Regions from separate parts of the Mus musculus genome. Here all the other regions are linked to region 3. Evidence: chromatin contacts called from public Hi-C and HiChIP or PLAC-seq data. All regions are on one chromosome and are shown on one strand. The core of a region is the stretch at or near the end of the contact, and the rest is flanking DNA. Distances in the headings are between cores, read along the strand shown.

What was found. A called contact is a pair of places that touch in the nucleus more often than the background predicts. HiChIP or PLAC-seq counts read pairs in DNA pulled down with a chosen protein or histone mark.
Region 1: an H3K27ac HiChIP or PLAC-seq map of heart atrium shows a contact between it and region 3, with 12 read pairs. The contact joins the enhancer-like site here to the promoter of Pde7b in region 3. A contact is called at or near these places in 3 of 484 Hi-C or Micro-C datasets (CD4 T cells, cortical neurons and uterus), 2 of 115 datasets of contacts at active chromatin or transcription factors (fibro-adipogenic progenitors and heart atrium) and 3 of 9 other capture datasets (adipose tissue, liver and pancreatic islet).
Region 2: a Hi-C map of olfactory sensory neurons shows a contact between it and region 3, with 1.8 times the contacts expected there. The contact joins the enhancer-like site here to the promoter of Pde7b in region 3. A contact is called at or near these places in 5 of 484 Hi-C or Micro-C datasets (embryonic stem cells, olfactory sensory neurons, uterus and 1 more) and 2 of 9 other capture datasets (adipose tissue and pancreatic islet).

The regions. Positions count from the first base shown.
Region 1 is chr10:20,672,466-20,676,134 of GRCm38.p6, reverse strand. It overlaps a transcript of Pde7b not described here. Among named protein-coding and RNA genes, the nearest start is that of Pde7b, 130 kb to the right of the region's middle. Within about 2 kb of position 2,139, at least 53 of the 459 cell types and tissues checked have an H3K27ac peak or open chromatin away from gene starts, as enhancers often do. A contact at or near this core is called in adipose tissue, cortical neurons, fibro-adipogenic progenitors and 3 more, where this site is marked.
Region 2 is chr10:20,428,097-20,431,702 of GRCm38.p6, reverse strand. All of the region lies in intron 7 of Pde7b (phosphodiesterase 7B), which reads left to right. Among named protein-coding and RNA genes, the nearest start is that of Mtfr2, 82 kb to the right of the region's middle. Within about 2 kb of position 1,337, at least 7 of the 459 cell types and tissues checked have an H3K27ac peak or open chromatin away from gene starts, as enhancers often do. A contact at or near this core is called in olfactory sensory neurons, where this site is marked.
Region 3 is chr10:20,545,728-20,549,666 of GRCm38.p6, reverse strand. It overlaps Pde7b (phosphodiesterase 7B), which reads left to right and starts at 1,339. Exons shown (of 12, transcript NM_001347366.1): 1 at 1,339-1,776. The coding sequence starts at 1,539.

The DNA of each region.
Region 1 (3,669 bases), core at 890-3,389, 130 kb before region 3:
GCACAAACACTCCTCTTTTTTAATTCTTAAAAATTAATTTCTTGGGTCTGATAAACATGTTTAGTTAAAATAAATATGGGCATTTTCATTTAGACAGGATCTCACTACATAGCTGGCTGGCCAAGAACTCACTATATAGACCAGACTGACCTCAAACTCACAGAGCTCTGCCTGCCTCTGTCTCACAAGTACTGAAATGAAAGTCATGTACCACCATGCCCAGCCTATATATAGAAGTATTTTCACACACACTCACACTCACACACACACACACACACACACACACACACACACACACAAGATTGACTCCCTTATTCTGCAATACTTTTCTAAATCCTCGCACATGGGCTAGCTTGCCATACCCCCTATTTCCAATTGACTGACCTCAGACATTCTTAGTTATTTTAGGACTGATGGCTTATAATTTCTCCCTACCCATGTTAATAGTTAGGCTTGATTGATGAAACCTCTTTTCTTCTCAATAGCTAAATCTTTGACACATAGGTCTAAATGGCACTTGCCTTTCTAAACAGCCTTTTATTTCTGAGGTCGTATGATGACAGATTGTACAGCTTTGATGGCCAGAGCCAGGAAAGAAACGCCTTGGACTCCTATCAACAGGAGTGCCAGGAATTTGGCCATCACAGATATTTATGAGAGGAATTGAAGTAGCAGCCACTCCCAGACTCTTTCAGCTGGCAGGCATCCGAGGGGTGACATTTTTCAATGATGGCTTCTCTTTAAGAAGCAGCAGAATGAAGCCAGGCAGAAAAGCAAAACCTTTGAGTACATGGCTTCTCCATGGCTTCAACTGTATGCATCTGGTTAAAGAATATGCACGAATCAATACCAAGGTGAATAATATGTCTATACACTTCCCTATGTAGTGAGATGAGAGGCCGTTGGGGTTGACAACCTAGAATATGTGATATGTGATTCATTTTTTTTGGTAGGAGAAATAACAGTCATACATCTTTATTAAATGGATCTTCAGAATTTGAATTTGAAAACGCTCTCTGTAGCTGATTGCTTACAACCTGATTCAAAGTCTATGTGGGCTATGACTACTTGTTGCTTGGAATGTGAATCCCTGCACACACATGTGTGTTAACATAGAAATCATCGGACAGCCTTATGGACTGCTCCTCAGGGACCATCTGCCTTTTAATTTTAAAATAATATTTGAGACAGGGTCTCTTGCTGGACTGAAACTAGCCAATGAGGCAAGCCAGGCTGGCTGGCTGGCCAGCAGGCTCCAGAGATCTGCCTACCTCTGCTTCTCTGAGCACTGGAATTCCAAGAGTGCACTTTTTAAACACGGGTTCAAGAAATTGAAGTCAGGCCCTCTAGCTTGCAAGGTAAGCACTTTACCAACTGAGCATCTCCCAGGCTCCAAAATAGACTTTTAATATAGACTTTTTCAATGATTGAGTTAATGAGTGGGGACCAGATCTTTATAAGAATAAATCTAGATGGTGAAGTGCAGTTGAGGCACTGCCTTCTTCTTATCCCCCAAGCAGGGCCCTTGGAGAGCAAAACACTTAGAATTAAGGAAGTTCCTGGTACAAGTACCTTAATCTATGGCACTATCTAGGGGCAGCATTTTGTGATCCCCAACTGTCTCCAGGTTTTCTTCAATGTCAACAGACTCTGCCTAGCTTGTTTCCACGACTATTAGTGACGTGCAGTAGACAAGCTACTGGCTCTCATGAATACGCACTTTGGCTCCTAGAGTCTGTATAATGAAGACAAGTGTACAGGAATACCACTGCCCATCATGAACTCTACAAGGGTCTAGAAAACAGAATGTGAGGGGTTCACTCCAGCTGCAGGCCTTTGGTGGCCTTACGAATGATTCTGGAACCCTCTAAGTTTCAGTTTCCATATCCAAATAGGAATTTCCACTTACACATTGTATGTTCACCATTTCAGACATGGAGAATATCCCTCCCTGGCTGAGCTCCGAGAAAATTCATCGCAGGAGCACAGTGCTCAGATAGGTGTTTGGCTATAAACAGGAGAGCTGTTTGTGAGACTTTTCTCCCCACTGTTGTTTGAGATTAAAAGACTGCCTTTTTTCCAGTATGTTCAGCTTTCAAAAGACACACTGGAGGAAGTCAGCCAATTTCTGCCCACACAACTTCCAAGTGACGTCAATGGCAGCAGAGCTCACAGGTCTCTAAGCAAGTTTTGGCTCTCTATGTGAGGATTTTTTTCCCTTTCTTTCTTTTTTAAAAGAACAACTGCAAAAATGATTGCTCTCAACTCAAATTACACAATTTGTTCTTTTTTGTCCCCTGAGTCAGCAGACCTCGTGTGGAAAATAAGGCAAGCTCCCTTTCGTACACGGCGAGTGAAATGGGACAGGTCTATGAAAATAGAACATTTGAGATGATTGAAGGAATCTTCAAGTAACATTGTTGGTGTTTGTTGTTGTTGTTGTTGTTGTTGTTGTTGTTGTTTGATTTGGTTCTTTGAGACAGGGTTTCTCTGTGTAATAGCCCTGGCTATTCTATATCCTGTTCTGGATGCACTTTGTAGACCAGGCTGGCCTTGAACTCACAGAAATCTGCCTGCCTCTGTCTCTGCCTCCTAAGTTCTAGGATCCAGACAGATACCTAGATAATATAACTGTTACTTGAACCCTAAATTTTTTATCACATCTGTAATCTGTGTATCTTGGGCACAGCATGTGTTGAATATATTTTAGAGGACTTCTCTAACAAGAAAAGGTAACTCATATTTGGTTCCCAGCTCTTCTTTCCTGATAAAGTCAAACAAAATAAAGACTCTAAGGACAGTAGCTTAGGCACATGGCTCTCAACATTGGAAAGGCATGCATCGGCTCAGTCCACATAGCAACTCTCTGAGGCGCTGTTGGTAGAACTCTGCTGACTAGGAATGTGAGAATCAGAAGATAAAACTGCTCAAAAGCTGGTCAAGCAGCACTTGGTCCTCAACCTGGCTTCAATTTCTACCAAGGTGGCTTGTTCGTATCCAAACAGTGTTTAGCTGGGGCTGGAAAGCTGACTCAGCAGGAGTAGGGACCTCTCTTATAAAGGACCCAACTTTGATTTCCAGTACCCATATCAGACAGCTCACAACTACCTGTAACTCCAGCTCCAAGGGATCTGACACCTTCTTCTGACTTCCATGGGCGCCTACACTCACGGACACAAACCCACACACGAGCCAACACATAGACACCTAATTCTGTGCATCTTCTTTTAAAAGAAATGTGCTTATTGATGCCTGATTGCTGTGAGTTTTAAGTAAGGGCTGTTACTTGGCAATCTGAAGCATTGATGTACAAAGCAGCGTTCAGCTCCATCTGCTCCTCCTGACAGACATGGAGTTAAAGGACTCCTGCCCATTCCATCCTTGCAAGAGCTGTCTGAGCGCAGTCTCTATCAGTGCGATGTTACTGAGAAAAACAAGTGGTTGTCACTTGCCTAAGATCACACGACCGCAGAACGCTTCAACTCTACGGCCTGCGTTTCCTGCTCAGTGCATTTTTCCTCTGCAGCACACTTCCTCCAGGAACATAATGCAAAGAAACACAATATAGCATTGTAGGACAGGGGCATGGAAAAATGCCTCTGATATTTAGGAATCTCTCAGTATATTTTAGGGATGATGTCAATCCAAAGGAATTTTGAGTCTTTGGAA
Region 2 (3,606 bases), core at 88-2,587, 120 kb after region 3:
CAGCTGTGTGAACACCCTGTGCCTGACTTCACTGTCGTCCAGACTGACTGTAAATAACGTGTAAGACTGCCTCTGCTCCTCCCTCTGATGGCCTCCTCCTTCAGTTCTGATGCAGACCATGGCATAACGCCCCACTCGGCGGGCAGCGCATGCCTTTGACCTGAGATAAGGTGAGAGCCAGGGCAGCTGAAGTGGAGGTGGGGTCAGCAGAGGGCACCCGCCCATCTCATCGTCTGCAGTCTAGACCAGGTTCTCAAACTGACTTGCCAATCAGGGGCAATGTGCAGGCACTCCTGCCCAGCGCCTCACTCGGAGTGAAAGCAGTCAGATGTCAAGGAAGGTAGATCAAGAAGGACCGGAAACACGTGAGAGGAAGGCGAGGGACGGAAGCATGTGAGAGGAACGCCCCCGCAGTCACTGTCTATGGTCCTACGTGCCAACGTTATTCATCATCATACACACAGAGTCACAGAGAGGCTTGGTGACCTGCAAAGTGTATGCATCAGATTTAAGAATGGAGAGGCAGGTGAATTTCTGAGTTCGAGGCCAGCCTGGTCTACAGAGTGAGTTCCAGGACAGCCAGGGCTACACAGAGAAACCCTGTCTCAAAAAAACAGATTTAAGAGTGGTTACCACAATTACAAAGAGAGTCGACTCCAGTTTCATTAAAATGCACTTCTTCTTGATAGGTTCTATCTACGTATTAACTACATAAAGATCGCTACATAGATAATTTAATGATTAAATCTCCCATAAAACTTTACAATTATCCCATTCTATGATATTTAGCAGAAGTGTAGGTGGTTTATCTAGCCATTTGCTTCAGGCAATTGGGGGTGTGGGTTAACAATTTAAACTCCAGATGGGTAGTGTGTTAGTTCGTTAGTTTGGTTTGATTTTTGGAGGCACTGTTTCTCTGTGCAGCCCTAGCTGCCCTGGAACTCATTTTGTAGAGACTTAGGCCAGGCTGGCCTCAAACTCAGAGATCCTTTCCTGCCTGGGTTCTGGGATTAAAGGCATGCACCTCCATTGCCTGGCTTCCCTTTTATTTTAAATGACTAAATCACACACACACACACGCACACACACCAGGCTGACAGTCCAGGAGCAATGTCTCTATGGCTGCTCCTCAAATATGTAGTTAGAAAGAAAGATTATTCATAGTCTTATAACTTCTGCAGGATAAAAGGTATTCTGGGTAGAATATTAAACTCCGTGAGGAAGATTGGGTTGAGCAGATTATATATATGAAGGAAGGAAAGAAGAGTCAAGCAGCTCTAAAGCAGGGCGAGAGGTTTGTCAACGACCAAGATCTTATCTTGAACTCAAGATGCACCTCTTCCTCCGAGACACCCAGACGAGGCCTTAGGGGTGTCTCCAAGGAGACCATTCGGTTTGTTAGGCGAGAGCCAGGCAGAAACTGTTATTTCCAGAGTCATTTTGTGAGCAATTAAGAATGAAAACACAGACAGGATCCACGATGTTGTTTTTCTTCCCGCAACCTCGAGATTTAAAAGAGGGGACACATCTGACCTCTTTGGATACCAGACTCTCAGTTTATCAACATCACTCTAAGTATTCCCATCAGAAAAAGCATCCAGTAAGTAGAATGGGAACAGCCAGCCACAGTGGCACAGCCTGCAATCCCAGCTACCCAAGGAGATGGCAGCAGCAGGATTGAAGGTTCAAGGCTGGCCTGGGCAATTTAGAGAGACCCTGTGTCAAAATATTAAGGAAAAGGAAAACTGGGGCTATAGCTCAGTTGTAGAGAGATTGCCTGGCTGCACAAGGCCCTAGGTTTAAGCCCCATTACCACAACAAGAAAAAAAGAAAAAGGAAGGAAGGAAGGAAGGAAGGAAGGGAGGGAGGGAGGGAGGGAGGGAGGGAGGGAGGGAGGGAGGGAGGGAGGGAAGGAAGGAGGGAGGGAGGGAAGGAGGGAGGTGGGGGGAGGGCGGGCAGGCGGGCAGGCAGGCAGGCAGGCAGGCAGGCAAGCTACCTTACATGGCAACAATTCAGCTGTTTCACATACTCTTTGACAGGCAGCCTCTTGATTTAATTTGAAAACCTGTGTTGGTGGTTTATTAAATGTCAGCAATCAAAGAGATTGTTTTTGTCTCTGCGACATACTGTAATTGGTAATTCAGAAAAGAAAAAGAGAGGGGAGGTTGTTTTGCCTTCAATGTGGTAAGGGTTTTGGTTTTCCAGATTAAAATTCTAATAGTTCTTCGGGCCACAAAGGTGGAAGTTTATGCCTTCAGCATTAAGGGAAAGATTACTCTTGGGCTCAGGAGATGGTTTGCTTGGTTGCCAGGCAAGTATGAGAGGCAACACTTGAATCCCCAGCACCCACATGAGCTGGTTAACCCCAGCACGGGGGAAGCCGAGGAACCCTGAGACTCTGCCACTCTCGTGGACCTAAGGTCAGTCAGTAAGCTCTAGATGCACATGCACAGAAGGCTACCTCGCACACACGCACACACAGCACGCGTGCACGTGCACACACACACATACACTAGATAATAGGTAAAAAAAAAATTTAAAGACTATTCTAAAACTGCAAATGTGTGGAGTCTGAGATATGAATACATATTGTCACTGGGATGACGTGAAATTGATGAACTGACCCTTCTCTAGGGCAGACAGATCACTGCCTGATGTATTTTCCCAAACTGGCTAGGGTATCAGGGACATGAGGGTGGGATCGTCCTATCATATGTTCACAGCCCACTGGTCATTTCTGAACTTTGACTTCTTCCTCTCAGTTTACTTTTCTGGGACTATGGGATGAGCCGCTGTGAAGGTCAGATCCGCCCATCACAGCAGGGCTGCTCCAGTAGCAGGGCAAGCCATTGTCATCTCTGTGTTCCTAGAAAGGGTCTGATGTGACCCTTGATTTCCCTGTTTCAGGACACAGACATCTCCCTGCCTCTGTGTAACCACATTACTGGGTTTTGCGTGGTCACAATACTTTCCCTACTGTGCAGCCACGAGGAGTTTCCTCAAACCCAACTCCGACCACGCAGACTCCTGTTAAAGATGATCTCCAAGATTGTGTAAATAGCCAGACCTTGTGTACAGGTTTCTTCCCACTATATCCCCTTCCTTCTACCAAGCCCTTTTTCCCACCATATCCCTTTCCAGCCTCAGTAAATCACAAATCAGAAATACTTTTCATTTCTCTGACATATCTCTCATTCCTCCATTCATTCAATGAATATTTGTGAATATATGCCAGGTACCCGAATGCAGAAGATGACCAAAGCAAATAAAAATGTCTACATTCTCCCAGGCAAAATAGAAAATAACTAAGCAAAGCATGTGATCTCTTAAAATGTGACCATTTCTGAAACAAAATATACAATCAGAGACGAGCGATATAAGGTATGTCTTGCTTCAGGTCTCCACACACTATGCCTCTTGCCCATTTGTAATCAAAAGCGTTATCATGTGGTGTATTCTGCTCAAGTGTAAGGAATATAATCTCTGGGTCCACTCTGGCTCACTCAACCTCTGATCTCATCTGGCACATCTTTTCCTCCTTGAAATCTCCTGCCTCTAAAGATCCATCCTCCCTGTGTCTCCTGCACAAGCTGTGTTCTCTTTCCT
Region 3 (3,939 bases), core at 90-2,589:
GGCCTTTGCAACACAGAGACACTGAGCCTGGAGGAAGACAGGATTGTTACAATGTCTTTCAAGAAAACAGGGCCTTTCTGAGTGAATGTACAAGTTCAAATTGTTCCTACAAACCCAATTTGCTGGCAAAAACGCCAAGCCAATACCACCCCACTTTCCTTTATGTCCAAGGCCTTTCACATAAGCGACAGGGGGCATCTCTGTTGCCGTGTTGGCTCTGACTTCCAGGGTCAGCGCCTTCATCTCTGAACCTCAGGAAACAAGAGGCCTGGCCCACAGTTGTCCTCAATTCTCCGCTCTGGGGTGGGGAACGCAGTAGTCAGTGGCCCAGATATTAAGCCCACAGTGTGGTCTCTTTGAAAAGAACCAGCCACACTTTCTTTTTCAGGCCATTTATGACCCCCTACTAACACCCTTTAAAATGATGACTGCCCTTTGAAAATGGGTTTTTAACCATCCCGATCCACGTGTCCAAGCTAAACAGACACCCTGTGCATATGCATAAGGACTCTGACACTTCCCTAATCCACTTCTTTCCAGTCAGCTTTGGAATGTGATTCAATGTTATTTCCTTCCAACTTGAAGGGCAGCTGAGGTTACAAAGGGATTTGACTAATGGACCAAAACCCGGTTAGTTTGCAGAGAACTTTGACAGTAGAGTGGGTGGGGTCTGGAAGGAGGAAGGAGAGTGTTTGAACTGTGGTCCTTGGGATCCAGCCACCCCCATCCTGTGCCGCACTGTGAACAGACAAGGCAGGCCCCCCACCAGGCCCTCCTGAGGGAAGGCTGCTGCGGAGGCACGCCAGAGCTCAGCTTCCCGGTTTTTTGCTCAAAGTTCCTTGTGATTTGCAAGACCAGAGTCTGGGAAGCTTCTAGGCTTCCTGTGCCATAGATTGACCCCTCACCTGACGCTTCCAGATAACTAGTCTGGGGGGGGGGGGCGCTCAAAGAGTCACGCAAAGCGGGGCCCCAAGTCTTTGCCTGAAGTCTTTCACTGCTAAGCCACTTGACAAACTTGACAAGCAGCAAAAAGAAAAAAGAAAAAAAAAGAAAAAAAAAAAGGGAAAAAAGCTCCCAGAAAACAAAACAAGAGGAAGAAGAGGGAAGGCGAAGGCTGAAGCCTCCTCCATGGCTTTCCCCACTCCCGCTGTCGTTCCAGCTGTAGCCTGGGATTAATTAAGTGCTGTGAATTCGGTGCCTGGGAGAGAAGAGGAAAATGCGCTGTATCTCTAAGGAAGGAAGGAGTCCAGAGACTCAGCAGTGAGGAACCTTAGGCGGTGCAGCGGTCTCGTCTCTCTCATCTCGTCGCCAGTGTTTTGTGCAGGGGCTGGGAAAGCCAGAAAGGCTGTGCCAGGCTGGAGGAGGCTTGTCTTTCCAAGGCTGGAGAGGATTTCACGCGGGTTTGCCTGCAGCTGCCCGGGAAGAAATTCCCCTCTGGTGGCAGCAGCAGCAGCAACAACAACAGCAGCAGCAGCAGGAACAGCAGCAGCAGCAGCGACGGCGGCAGCCCTACCTCTTCTTCTGGGGAACAGGGCAGAATGCCTGTGCTAGAGCGGTACTTCCACTCTGCAGAACTAGGCAGGAGGTGGACGGCCCCAGAAGCTGTGCTACCCTCTTCCCTCAGCAGCAGGCCGGGGTGCCAGCAGGGGCCGCTACCCTGGGACTTGCCAGAGATGATCAGGATGGTAAAGCTGGTTTGGAAGTCCAAAAGTGAGCTACAGGCAACCAAACCGAGAGGCATTCTGGAAAATGAAGATGCTTCCCACAGCTTCCCAGGTAAACTGACTGTGGAGTGCAGAAGGTAACCCGGACAGGTCTCATCACTCTGGGTCCAGTACTTGGGTCAAGGAAGGGAGGCAAGCTGTATGGACAGGGTTCAAGGGCTAACTTACAAATGTTTGTTCTGTTGTAAAAGCATCTCTATGTTGAGCGTGATAGATGCAGGAGTATTAGAATGGAAATCAACAAACTTAGAATACGGGTCAGTTTGCTGCAGGCTTGCCCTGCGGACTTAACCAGGTCAAACCTTCTGCGATTCGGACCCCAACAGCAGAGAGTGCAATCGGATTCTCTTTAATGTCCATCCTACTCCAATATTTCCTGTCCATAGTTAGCAGAGTCTCCAAAAGAGTAATTCCTTTAGGTTGCTATGTGCATGTCTTTAAGTAAAAAATGTATCCTCCAGTTTTCAACCATGCAACATGTGATGTGTATTGTGCTCCTAGAACTGAGTGTGGTCTGCAGGCTTTCTCAATCCTTGCAAGTTACTCAACTACTCTGCCTCAGTTTCCTCTTTGGGCAAGCGATGAATAATACCCCTACAGAGATGAAGAAAGCTCAGGTCATCCACAAGTGTGGTGATGATGAGTCAGAAGGGCTTTTTCATGTCATAAGAATGTGCTGTTTGGGATGGGACAGTCAGTTGGATCTTTCCTGTGTGTCTAATGGGGAGGGGAGCCAAGATACCGTTGGGGGCTCTTAAACTGCAAATGCCACAACTGGTGGCTGGGTGCTCCCTTCCTCTGGGGAATCTGTTGGTGAGTAAAAAGAAGTGGGTTCTTGGAGAAGTCATAGGAGTGTGTTTATGCCTTTTATGTCCCGGCCATCTCCGTGCAGCAGAATCCTGACATGCCATCGGCACTGAGCGATGGGACAGGCAGAAAGACAGACCAAAAATCATCTCCCTTTTTCTCACGGAAATGGGCTGAGAATAAAAATTCCCCTGGTTTTGTTTTAGATAACTTATTGCAGAGAGGTTTGTCGTTCGTTTTTCCATTAAGTTGCCAAATCAATCGTTGATAAAGAATATTATTAAAAAGTAATGCTCAGGGCGGGGGGGGGGGAGTCTGGGAGGAAGAAAAGAAACTAATGCTCTTTACTGAACGATGAGTATCTGGGCACTGAGGAAGGAAAAGTGAGGCAGTGGCCTGAGGTTGTGTGGCATCTGCAAGTGGGAAGCCAATGGAAGTGGGTCTTGGTCAGAAGAAATGAGGTAATGGGAAAGCCATTCATATGTCATGTAGCAGGGAAAGGGAGAGTGAAGCCACCTAGGCAGTGGATGCAAGCAAGGCACCACAGCTGTGCTAACCCTTGCTTCGTGTAGCTGACTGAGATGATTAAAGTTCGTATTTCAAATGACTCCCCTTCATAAACCGTCCACACTCGTCTCTTGCCAGCCTGTCTGTGAGGGAAAGTCGCACATAATTCTTTACATGTCATGTGGACTGATGCCTGACCCTGAGCCTCTCACACCTCCCCACTGGTTCCTCCCTTGCCCCTTGCCATCTCCTAACTCACACCACATCTGCTTCACCTGGCCTGCAATGAGACTGGCAGTTTAAATGCCTCCTCCGGGATGCCTGTTTGCCTCATCTGTTCCCCCCCACCACCCCCATTTCTCAGGGAAAGAAAAGTCTCACAATTTTTGATGTGAGCACAAAACCCTCTCACCCACCAGCTCAGGGCCAAGACGATGAACCTGGAGATGTGTGGCTTTGCCTTCTGAGTTGTCGCCTTCCTTCTGGCCCTCAGCCTGTCTTTGGCCACTGCCTGTGTCTTTTCTGCAAGCCACAAGTGCTCTTCAAAGGCATCATTCCCACTATTAGACCTAGGCAGTAATAGCCTGGGTTGTTTTCCATTGTATATGGGGTGGTGTGGGGGAGATGTGGGAGAAAGCACCAAAGTAAATCCAAACTACATGAATCCTCTTATATCACTTACCTCACAATCCTCAGTCAATGGAAACTTAACAACCTTATTAAGAAACTGTGCATCAAGTGGTGCCTGCCTCCAAATCTCACCCTGTGCTTCGAATGTCTTTCTTTGGCTCACCCAACTGAAAATGTTCTATTCAAACTGCAAAACCAAATTCAAGCATCCCTGCCCTCCATTCCCATCTTCCCAGAAAGCAACTGATAGGTCGCACGCAACATTTTTCCA